Regions from separate parts of the Sus scrofa genome. Here regions 1, 2 and 4 are each linked to region 3. Evidence: chromatin contacts called from public Hi-C and HiChIP or PLAC-seq data. All regions are on one chromosome and are shown on one strand. Each heading gives the region's core, a stretch centred on a gene start, on an enhancer-like site or on the middle of the called end of the contact. The rest is flanking DNA. Distances are from core to core; before and after follow the strand shown.

Region 1 (2,700 bases), core at 31-2,530, 390 kb before region 3:
AAGAGGCCCAAAATTAAGCCCCACCAAGATTTAACACTTAAACCTAATTGCATTTTCAGCCTCTACCAGGAGTAGAAACTTAAACAATCAGTCTCTAATTTCCTGAACAACACTATTGGGGTAATCGGCCTGATAAGACCCCTTGCCTTTCTAAAAGGGAATATGACCTACCGCGATACAATCCACTTTCTTCTGTCTATTAAAAATCTCCTATTTCGTACTGCTTCTCGGATTGCCTTTCTATTTACTAGATAGGATGCTGCCTGATTTATAAATTGTTTAATAAAGCCAACTAGATTTTCAGTTGAATTTTGAAATCTAGCCAACTAGATTTTCAATTGTCTTTTAACAGTGTTGAGTCGTGTTGAAGTAGGGTTAAAGAAATGACTGAATTGTTAAGTGTGACCTTTTCTTTTATTGTTTTTCCAACTTCCTGAACAAAAATCCAAAAGGAGAGCAACTACAGTGGATGATGAATATTCGCCGATGCCTTCCACATGTCTTTGGGTTAAAAAAAAAAAAAAAAAAAATCCATGCAGGACTGAGTTCATCTTCCTGACACACACAATGCACTTAGGCCCTGAGAAAAGAGGAAAGCTCTATGGCCGCCACGGTGAGACCAGAGCAGAAGGTGAGAGGACAGTGGTCAGTGAGTAAGACGCCGAAATATGACACCAAGGAGCTGAAACGACTCTCTAGTCCACTAGAAACGTGACTCCCGAAGAGGCACTTACCCAGAGAGCTCCTGGAAAGTGAAGGCGGTCGGGCCCACTAAACCAAGAGAATTTGCGCCCGACCGCGTCAACAAGGTACTTTGAAATCACCTGGGGGAACGACGTGCTAGACAAGCATAAAACGGTCAGTGCAGGAGCAGCTAGCCCAGGTTCACGAAAGCACTGGGCCCAAGAAGCCTAGTCAGGGAGAGGGGAGGGGTGAGGAGAACCTTGACGTGCAGCCGCTGGCCCGGTCACCGCCCCGGAACGGAGCCGACGCCCGAGGGAGAGAAGGGGAGGGAAAAGGAGGCGAGGGGCGGGACAGACATCGGGGCGGGACTCCCGCCGGCCGCACGGCCTGCCCAGTCCCGGAAGGAACAGAGCCAAGGAACCGGGCATCAGCCCTACCTGCAGCGAGCCGACGTCGCTGCCCCTGCCGCTGCCACAACCGCTGCTGGGCTCCCAATCTCGCACCCCTAGGGTGGCCAACGCTGCCCGCTCCCACCAAACACCTGGCGGCCACAGCTCCAAAGCCCGCGCCGCTGACGTCAGGCTGACGTCAGACGTGACGCTGCGGCGGGGCGGGAGCAGGGACGGCGAAGGAGGGCGTTTCCGGAGCACGCGCCGGGCGGGGGCCGCTGACGTCGGGCTCAGGTGCGCGCGCCCGCCCGCACGCGGCCCAGGTGGTGGCCCGCAGCTCCAGGTGGCGGCCTGCAGCGGTGAGGGGGGCAACCGGCAGTGCGTTCTCAAGCTGTCCGGGTGGCGCGGGGGACCGGGCTAGGGCCGGGGCTAGGGGACCGGTGGGAAGGCGCCTCGGCTTGCACTCACGTGATGGGCGGGGAGGTTGGGGTGGGGGCGGCGAGCTGGGTGGGCCCGGGCCCCCAGGGCGAGGCGTATTGTCTGGCCCCACCCCTCGCGGGCCTGCCAGTCGCTGCGCAGGACCTTCCCTAGGGCTGGGACCAGACTCGCCGCGCCGCTTACCCGCGCCACCCGGTCCCCCGCGGCGGCCGGCCGGACTGCCGGAGCTGACAGGAGTTGTCTCCTCGTAGGGCTGCGCCGAGAGGGCGAGAATCCGCACTTGCCGGGGGAGCTGCGCCCGCCTCGGCCCCTTGGGGCCCCACCGCGCCCGAGGGGATGGAGAACCTCCCCCGAGACCCCAGCACGGCCCGCGATCCCACTCTGGCCGGCCCTCGCTAGCTGCTCGAAATCTGCGTTTTATCCACCACCTAGGCCTTGTCTCCTGAGTCAGTGGCGTTGTGGTTCGAAAGAAATGGAAGAAAAGGAGCGATGTGACCGATTCCGTTCGGTCCTCCTGCCTTGAGGCCTGGTTGGCATTTGCAGAAAGGAAAATACAGCAAGAAAATTGTAGGGTTTTTGGAGGGGGTGGAAGAGGAAGGTAGAAGAGGGGAAACAAGGACTTAGGTTTTATATGAATTTCTAAAACTTCTGCACTTTGACAGCGGTGGCGAAATACACTAAACCTTACCTTTCTATTGAGAAGAGAGAGAGGGAAATTATTTTTCCTTTTGATTCCAACCTTTTCTCTCCGTGACAAGGCATAAATCATGGACACCAGAAACTAAGGTGGACCTCAGGAATTCTGAAAAGACTGAGAAGCTTATATTCCTCCTCAGGAGGGAAGGGTAGGGTGTTTTTAGCCCTCTCTGGAACTTAAAACAAAAAACATGAGTTGCGTGCCATGGAAAGGAGACAAGGCCAAATCTGAATCATTGGAGCTGCCCCAGGCAGCACCCCCACAAATCTACCATGAGAAACAGCGCAGGGAGCTTTGTGCTCTGCATGCCCTCAATAACGTCTTCCAGGACAGCAATGCCTTCACCCGGGAAACGCTGCAAGAGATTTTCCAGAGGTAGGGGACCCTTTCTTTCTGGCATCTTTATACCTTTTTATTTTATTTATTTATTTATTTTTGCTGTTTCCGAATTTCTGTTTGTGGGGTAATGTCTCTGCTGCATAAACCTTCAAA
Region 2 (2,700 bases), core at 197-2,696, 440 kb before region 3:
CCTGAGACCCGTGGAAGGCCGATGGCCTCTTGCTTTCCAAACCAGCACATGCTGGGAAGGGGCCCTTGCCAGGACCCTTGGAGAGAGTGAGGTGGCAGGCTATGGAGCCTCTATTGCTATTGGCAAGAACAGAACTGGGGAGCTAAGTGCCCTGGGGAGGAGAAGGTGTCAAGAGGAGGCCCCTCCCCTACCTGGATGCTGACTCTAAGTCTGATTTGAACTATTTCGCTCATGCCACGTTCAGCAGATACTCCGATGAGGAAAGCCCTGTGAAGGGTCCTGGGGAGCCAGCTCTTGCCCTTGGGGAGAGCCACATCTAAGCCCAGAAGCAAGCACTGTTGGCTACAATTAGCTGTAAGTGCAGGGGAGGCCCCTCTTTTCCGGGTGGGGCAATGGAGGCTGGCGGAGTGGGGGGGGTTGTTTCTGTCTGGAGTCAGTTTAGCACAAGGGCTTCACATTTCCTCAGTCCCCACCCCCAGTGCCTTCCTGTCACAGCTCAGTGATTTTGTCATTTCTAGCCTCTTCCTCTTGGTGCTTTAAAAGTGAAATAATGGCACTGTCGCAGCGTCCCTTAGAGGAGCTTGCCCAGGAAGTGACTCCTCCCTAGCCAGGCACTTTCTGCCATCAGCAGAGTGGGCCAGTGGGGAGCCCACGCACAGGACCCTTGGAGTTGGGCAGCACTTGATTCTGTCAGGGTCTGTCAAGTGCTTATTCTACCTGCAGATTAAGGCAGAGGAAAAGGGAGCCAGCTTTCCTTCTCAGCACCAACTGTGGCAAGAATCTTCCTTAATATGGAGAAAAGCTTCTGTGTGAAATTTGGGGGTCTCTGAGGGCAGAATGAGAAGTGGCAGAGCCTCCTCCCAAATCTGGATTTTCCAAATCAACTCTAAAATGGAAAAAAAATAAACAACAAAAAAACCAACAAAACCCATGGGCTTGGATATAGAGAGAATCCTCTAATCTCAAATTTGCCTCTTTCAACTGTGTGCCTTTAAACGAATCATTTAAAAACCCTATAAACCTGTTTCCTGATCTGCAAAAAACGTGTAGAAATATCTAAGAATAATTACGCACGTGCCTCCAACAATTGTTTGCGGGTCCCCTAAGGGCTCGCTACGCGCTACCCTTCCAGGTGGGCCCTAGGCCAGGGGTCGTCAATCTCCCCTGCTCCCCCCTTTCTCGAGCCATTTTCAGCAAGGGTGTGCCCCCAACCACTTAATGCCTTTGAGGTCCTGGCACCCGGGCTCTGTTAAGTCGGCCTGAGGCAAGCTGGGTGGGGTGAGGCGCACCACGCGGTGTTAGGAGAGGGCTCAGGTGTTTGGAGTCACCAGACCCGGAGTCAAGTGCGCGGTCAGGCGGGATATCGCCAGCTGCCAGGTGCTGCCCCCGGGCCGCGCCTCCCATGCGCGGACTCCTGTTTGGCCGCGCCCCGCCCGCGGGGCCCACGCGACGGGCGGGGCGAGCCGGGGCCTTTGTGTTCAAACCGCCCAATGGGCGTCGGCAATGGGCGGTGACGCGAGAGGGGCCTGGCCAATGAGCTGCGGACTGTCAGCGTTGACCGACAGGCGCACATATACACACTCGGCCACGCGCGCGCCGCCGGGTCCCACTCGCGCAGCGCGGTTCTGCGCGGGCCGCATTGTCCGTTCGCTCACCTCGTCCCGCCCCGAGGCTCCTCACCGCGCGCCCCGGGCTCGGGCGCCGACCGCCGCTCCCCGGATCCCAACGCAGTAAGGGGGCGCGCCCGGGAGGCGCGGCGGGCCTCGGACGCCCCCGGCTGTGCACCGAGCAGCGGCGGCAGCAGGTAACAGCCGGCCGTGGGCCTCTGGCGGGCGGACGCGCGGGGCGAGGGCGGTAGGCCAGCCTCGGCCGCCTCCTCGCGCGGCCCGGGCCCGGCCTGACCCCGGGGTCATCATCGGACCGCGCCGGCCAGTGCCGAGCTGCCCAGGCCTGGTTCTTCCTCTCCAGGCCAAGCTGGGCCAGGCTCCAGCCCCGCCCGGCGCACGCCCCTGGGCCGGTCGGGAAGGGCCAGCGCTGTGCCAAGGCTGCTCTGACTCATCTCCGCCGCCCGGCCCCCGCCCCCGAGACTGGCCGCCCCACTGGTCAGTCCGGAGGGCGGACGTCTTCCAGGCGGGACTCCCCCGGGCGGCACCTCCCCGGGAGGAGGCTGCCCCAAACCGGCCCAGGGCAGTGCCTGCGTTTTCTTGCTAGTCAGGCAGTTTCCAGGGACCAGCAGTTCTCTGCTTCTGCCGCCGCCTGTCAGAACTCTGGGAATAGGAGGAAGGCCCATTTTGCTTAGTTCTTAAAAAAAAAAAAAAAAAAAAAAAAAAAAACCAAACAAAAAGGGGGCGGGAGTGTGACTTAGAGCAGAGAGGCAGGGCAGGCGCGCGCTTGGTTAAAAAAAACCCGAAAAACAAACCTCCGCAGGGTCAGCCAGTAGGGAAGGAAGGGAGAAGGGAGTTAGCACCTGGAGCGTTTTACAGGTCCCACGAGTGTGAAAACGTCCCGCGGAGGATGCCCAAGATCTAGGTTAAGCCTGAAGACTGGATGGATACTGCGGTATGAGTTTGCGATGGGGCCAAGGAAAGGCGGCGCTGAGAAAAGGATGTGGTTCAGCTCAGAAGTGAAGAGGGATGTTTTATGTGAGGGTTTCTTAACTGATCATGTGTGGAGGGGGTGTCCGTTCTGTTATGCAAAATA
Region 3 (2,700 bases), core at 86-2,585:
TACTTTGTAACTGGCAAAGCTTGGTACAAATAGTAGCTACTGTGGTTAGTTTTACAACCTGTTTAGCTTCTTAATTAAATCCTGCTTCAGTTGCATTGGCTGCCTGGTCTGGGCACTGATATCTAGGACAGACAGGTAGACATATTCTTCTATTCACAGGAATGGCAAAAGGCAATTACCCTTCCCATAAGAATTTATCTAGATCTAGGTTTGGGGAATCGTTAGGGGAAGAAAAGTTGTCCAACCAAGCCTGGCAGGCTGGAGAGGGGACACGATCTTTTCAGTCAGAAGCGGATCTATGACTAAAACCCAGCCTCCTCCCTTCTCTTTAACGCACCTCATTCTCGGCATTACTAATCCTAACAACTGTCATTTATCCAAATCCCACTGTGTGCCCGTAGGGGGACTAATTTACCTCCAGTCATGACAACACTATGAGATATTACTGTGCCCAATTCTCAGATGAGGCGTTCAAAGAGACCATGTCATTTGCTCAAGTTTCTGCTAAAGATGCTAAGATATTTCCTGAGATCGGCTTGGGATAGGGCTGCCAGCTAACAAGGAATAATTTTTTAGCTTAACTATACTTAGCATTTTTTGCCTCTACTAAGAAATTATTGGGAGTTCCCGTCGTGGCGCAGTGGTTAGCGAATCCGACTAGGAACCATGAGGTTGCGGGTTCGGTCCCTGCCCTTGCTCAGTGGGTTAACGATCCGGCTTTGCCGTGAGCTGTGGTGTAGGTTGCAGACGCGGCTCGGATCCCGTGTTGCTGTGGCTCTGGCGTAGGCCGGGGGCTACAGCTCCGATTAGACCCCTAGCCTGGGAACCTCCATATGCCGCGGGAGCGGCCCAAGAAATAGCAACAACAACAATAAAAAGACAAAAGACAAAAAAAAAAAAAAAAAAGAAAAGAAAAAAGAAAAGAAATTATTGGCTGTCCAGCTGAAAACAGATTTCACTGGGTGTCCTGTATTTTTATTTGCTACATCTGGCAACCCTGGCTTGGGGGGTACCGGCAAAATCAAAACAGGTTACTGCTTGTTATGCCCTACAGCTCTGTCGGTTTTATTTTTATCTTTACGAGCTGTCATTAGGTTAGGATCAGACCTCATGCCTCCAACCGTTTTTTTTCGGAGGCGGAAGGCGGAGAACTGTGAGACTCCGACTTCCTATTAACATGTCTGCCCAAGAATGGTCACGTGCACCTTCCGCCCCGCACAGACATGGCCGCGCCCCGCCGCCGAGGATTGGCTCCAGCCCAAAGCCCGGCCTCCCTCGGTCGTGGGAGCCCCTTCCATTGGGCAGTTATAAAAGATGGCGGGGCCCCGCCCAAGCACGCCTCTCGCGAAGCACAGGCTTCGGTGATTGGCGGAGAGCAGGGCCGAGACGTCACGTGGCCCGGGGCTCGTCTGTTTGCGGAAGTAGAAGGAAGTAGAAGTGCTGAGTAAGCCGAGGTGAGTGACGATGCAGGGGAGGCGGGGCCAGGGGGCCCTTTCCCAAATCTCCCCGGCACCCTAGATTCTTTGGCCTCCACCGGGACCCTGTTTCGGCCCATACTCTTGTTCCCCGATTCTGAGGCATGTCCTCCATTAACCTTTGTTTGACCTCTGAGTGCCCCCCAGCTTCCACCCTTTGATCCTCCATCGTTCCCAGCTCCCATCTGGTGATGGCTCTTGTCTCATCTCTAACTTGCGTTCCCTCGGGGACCCGGGGACCCTTCTCAGTACCTCTTTCTTTCTTGAGTGCCTCTCGTCTATCCCTCACTTCCTGAGTCAACCTCTTCCAGTCGTCTCCCAACTCTCAGTGCCCCTTCGTGCTCCCAGCTTTCACTCTGGTTCCCATTCATTGTCCCCAGCTTCCTTCCTTCCTGTGCCTTTCTAAGTGCTCCCGACTTCACCTCAGTGTGTTCCTTGATCACCCACTTCACCTCTGTCTTCTGCGTTCCTCTCATCTGTCTCCCCTGTTCTCCATCACTCCCCCCATTTTTTTTTTTTTTTTTTTTTTGTCTTTTTAGGCCTGCATCCGAGGCATATGGAAGTTTCCAGGCTAGGGATCAAATAAGAGCTGTAGCTACTGGCCTAAGCCCAGCTGCGGCCACATGGGATCTGAGTTGAGTCTGGGACCTACACTACAGCTCAGGGCAAGCCTGGATCCTTTTTTTTTTTTTTTAAATTTCGGTCCTTAACCCACTGAGAGGGGCCAGGAATCGAACCCGAGTCCTGATGGATACTGGTGGGGTTCATAACCTGGTGAGCCACAACTGGAACCCCTTTCCCCCTGTTTCTAACTGCCTGCTTCTCCGTGCTTATTGTCTCTCCTGTGCCTACCCCCAACCCCCATGCTCCCTCCTTTCCCTATCCTAGTCACCCTGGAGTCTCCCTATCTGTTAATCCTGTGTCCACCTCCTGCTCCCACTGATGACCTGGAAGCTGGTGACAGGAAGCGCGTGGCCCGTGTGACCATGTGACTGGAACCAGCAGACCTGTGGGTGTGGGACAGGGAGGGCACAGGGCTCAGGGATCTGTGCCAGTTTTTTTAATGGACTACGCATGTGACCCCAAACAAATACCTTCCCTTCCCCTAAGCTTCTGGATCTTTCCCTTACCTGCCCTCTTACCCACCCAACAGGATGTCAGGCAGGTTCGGTTTAGCATTGCACATGCTCCACCCTTGGGCTGAGTGCAGTGTTTTTGTTATTGT
Region 4 (2,700 bases), core at 186-2,685, 280 kb after region 3:
CGTGTGGGAGGTAGGGGGAAAACTGTGAAAAGAAGGAATTTAGTAGTAGGCACTTGATTTTTTTGAGCGAATGACTGCTGTTTTCTACATATATGACTTGATGCAAGTAACTAAATTTCTCTGTGCTGTTTTTTCACCTAGAAAATGGAAACATTAATTTATGTATTTATAGAACTGCTGTAAGGACTAAATGAAATACTTCACACAAAGTATCCAGGACAACACACGGCACGTACAAAGGGCTAAGTCAAACCAAGTCATCGTAACAACCCAGGAAACCTCAAAAACCTTCCAAAAAGGTTTCATCTGGACTTGGTTTGAATCACTTTTAACTTTTCACAAGATGTCTTCTTCTGGAATTTCCCTGCGGTGCAGTGGATTAAGGATCTGATGTTGTCACTGCAGTAGCTCAGGTCGATGCTGTGGTGAGGGTTCAGTTTCTGGCCCAGTAATCCCCACGTGCCACAGGGGCAGCCCCCCCCCCAAAAGGCTTTTTTCTTCAGCTAATAGTTTAAACAGCTGAGACAGTAATCCTTCCCTTCTGAGACTTTGAGATGGACCATGAAAAAGGCCTGGTTTAATAGGCTATATACCACCCTCCCTTTGAGAGTTAGTAACTTGACTCCAAACCTGGACTATCAAGACGTAGTCTTAAACAGGTGCCCGGCAAAGCTGTTCTGAGACATTCAAAAGGGTGCCAATCCCTAGAAGTACCCAGCTAGCCAGACAAACTGTAGACTCACCTGTGTGCATATCATAGTCGCCCGGGTAAGCATAGGGATCATAAGCAGTCTGTTAACGAAAGAGACAAACAAGACCGTCACCAATTCGTGAATCCAAAATGCTCCTCCTGGGTTCTAAGGATACAAAGGGGGTAAGACGCAGTCCCTGCCTTGGAGGAACTCACATCCCTATGAGAAAAGGGAGAATAAACAGACAACGACAATACCGCGTTGCAGCTGCAATGAGATACAGCAAAGCACAGAAGCTGTGGGAATCGACGAGGTTTGGCAGGACTAAGGCCAGGGCCTAAGAAATCAGAGTTCAATTACAGAAACACAGAACCCTATGACCAGCCTCCGTTCTTGGGCTTCGGAAAGAAAAGGAAAAGAAAACGAGACACGCGAGGTGGGCGGGCTGAGACCAGGCTGATGAGGAGCCGGGAGGGTAGGGTGGCAGCAGTGAGAGCAGTGCTGGCAGAGAGGCCGGCTGGGGCTGGTCGCGGCCCACGGGGGCTCCTAGAGACCCAGACACTGTCCCCCCGCGGGGCCCAACACCCAAAGAGCCCTGTCCATGTTGCGGCGCCCAGAACACGCCTAGGGGCAGCTTACCTCCGACTCATAATCATCAGCGGGATAAGACATGGCTGCGGCGCTCCGAGGCCCAGGAGGAAAGAGCGGAAAAAGCGCACCTCGCCTGCGTCTGGACGCCGGAAGTCCAGCCCATCTCGAGTTGGCTGGGAAACCAGAAGCTCTTCCGGGGCCTTCGGCAACCTGAGGCAGCCATGCTGGGAAGGGCGAATGAGATTAAACACATTATTCCTCTATCTTCAAATAGAGACTCTACAAAGAAGATGACTCAATAGTACTTGAAAACATTCAGAAATAAGGACATGAAATATTTCAGCGTAATAAAGGTTGGGCAAAGTAAGAGAAGCTACAAAATGATGCCACACAAAAGATGGCTGACAGCTCCCGCGGGCGGACCTCTCGCGTGAAGGGAAATTCCGACATGGGGTGGGGGGGGGCTGAATGTGGATTTAGGTGTTAAGCGAGTTGCCTGTAGCGAAAAATGTCTTCAAACGTTTCGACCTCAACAATATAAAGTTACTGGATGTAAAAGTTGAGACTTGGGCGTTGAGAGGGCGTTGAGAAAAGGCGCTTCCCAACTTTGGACATTAAGGTTGCAACAGGCAAAGGTGAAGCCAGCTGCGGTGTGAGGCCGTTGTCGTGGGACCTACCCACGCTTACAGCATGAACTCTCACGCTGTGGGTGGAGTTGGACTCCTGGGGATGACCTAGAGTTAGGGACCGGGTTGTAAAACAAAGCGATACAAGCCAATATGTGGGTCCAGAGCCTTAGGTTAGCCATTTAGAATGGCAATGCCTGGCCCCAGCTTCTCATGTCGCATTTTTGCTTTGAGTTTACTCCTTTGTCTGTAAACCGAGCGGTGATACCATCGTAGGACTAAGCTAAAAGGCTCATGGAGTCCCCGGGACTCTTCGTTGGCTCAAGGAGAGTGCTAATATAGTTACAGGGTTTTTGTGAAATTTGCAAAAGTAATATTTCTACTGCAATTCCTTAGAACCGTTTTCTATTTCAATTTCTCCTGTCACACTTAACCCCTGTGTCTAGTGGCGTTTGGGATTTCAGAGACATTCCTACTGGGAACATTTGAGTTTAGTAAGATATGCTTATGTGATACTCTTCTGGGAATAGTTACTGCCTTCAGTGTATAAGATACAGCTACCACGGGCTGTGGATCAATGGGTGTCTTCAATGAAATATGTATTTAAGGTTAATCAGGGCACTAGAAAGGTTGAAATTAACTGAAAACTTACAGTTAATATAGGAAAAAAGTTTGATACTGGTTGCCCTCAACTTTGACAACTCTCAAAATGTTCATGGCATTACTAAAAAAAGAATTGTGAAGTCAGGAGGAATTTTTCCAAATTATCAATAATAAAATTTTGTGGGAAT

Evidence for each region. Hi-C and Micro-C count contacts between places; a contact is called where the count stands out from the background. HiChIP or PLAC-seq counts read pairs in DNA pulled down with a chosen protein or histone mark.
Region 1: an H3K27ac HiChIP or PLAC-seq map of alveolar macrophages shows a contact between it and region 3. The contact joins the promoter of GTPBP1 here to the promoter of PLA2G6 in region 3. A contact is called at or near these places in 1 of 5 promoter capture datasets (liver), 1 of 47 Hi-C or Micro-C datasets (skeletal muscle) and 1 of 2 datasets of contacts at active chromatin or transcription factors (alveolar macrophages).
Region 2: a Hi-C map of liver shows a contact between it and region 3, with 5 times the contacts expected there. The contact joins the promoter of SUN2 here to the promoter of PLA2G6 in region 3. A contact is called at or near these places in 1 of 47 Hi-C or Micro-C datasets (liver) and 1 of 2 datasets of contacts at active chromatin or transcription factors (alveolar macrophages).
Region 4: an H3K27ac HiChIP or PLAC-seq map of alveolar macrophages shows a contact between it and region 3. The contact joins the promoter of EIF3L here to the promoter of PLA2G6 in region 3. A contact is called at or near these places in 1 of 5 promoter capture datasets (liver) and 1 of 2 datasets of contacts at active chromatin or transcription factors (alveolar macrophages).

The regions. Positions count from the first base shown.
Region 1 is chr5:9,320,912-9,323,611 of Sscrofa11.1, forward strand. GTPBP1 (GTP-binding protein 1) reads right to left here and starts at 1,281. Exons shown (of 12, transcript XM_021091480.1): 1 at 1-1,281. It overlaps JOSD1 (josephin-1), which reads left to right and starts at 1,021. Exons shown (of 5, transcript XM_013988199.2): 1 at 1,021-1,432; 2 at 1,763-2,583. The coding sequence starts at 2,399.
Region 2 is chr5:9,271,690-9,274,389 of Sscrofa11.1, forward strand. It overlaps SUN2 (SUN domain-containing protein 2), which reads left to right and starts at 1,447. Exons shown (of 18, transcript XM_013988192.2): 1 at 1,447-1,804.
Region 3 is chr5:9,712,474-9,715,173 of Sscrofa11.1, forward strand. It overlaps PLA2G6 (85/88 kDa calcium-independent phospholipase A2), which reads left to right and starts at 1,336. Exons shown (of 16, transcript XM_013988206.2): 1 at 1,336-1,454.
Region 4 is chr5:9,994,630-9,997,329 of Sscrofa11.1, forward strand. It overlaps EIF3L (eukaryotic translation initiation factor 3 subunit L), which reads right to left and starts at 1,436. Exons shown (of 13, transcript NM_001244086.1): 1 at 1,332-1,436; 2 at 744-792. The coding sequence starts at 1,364.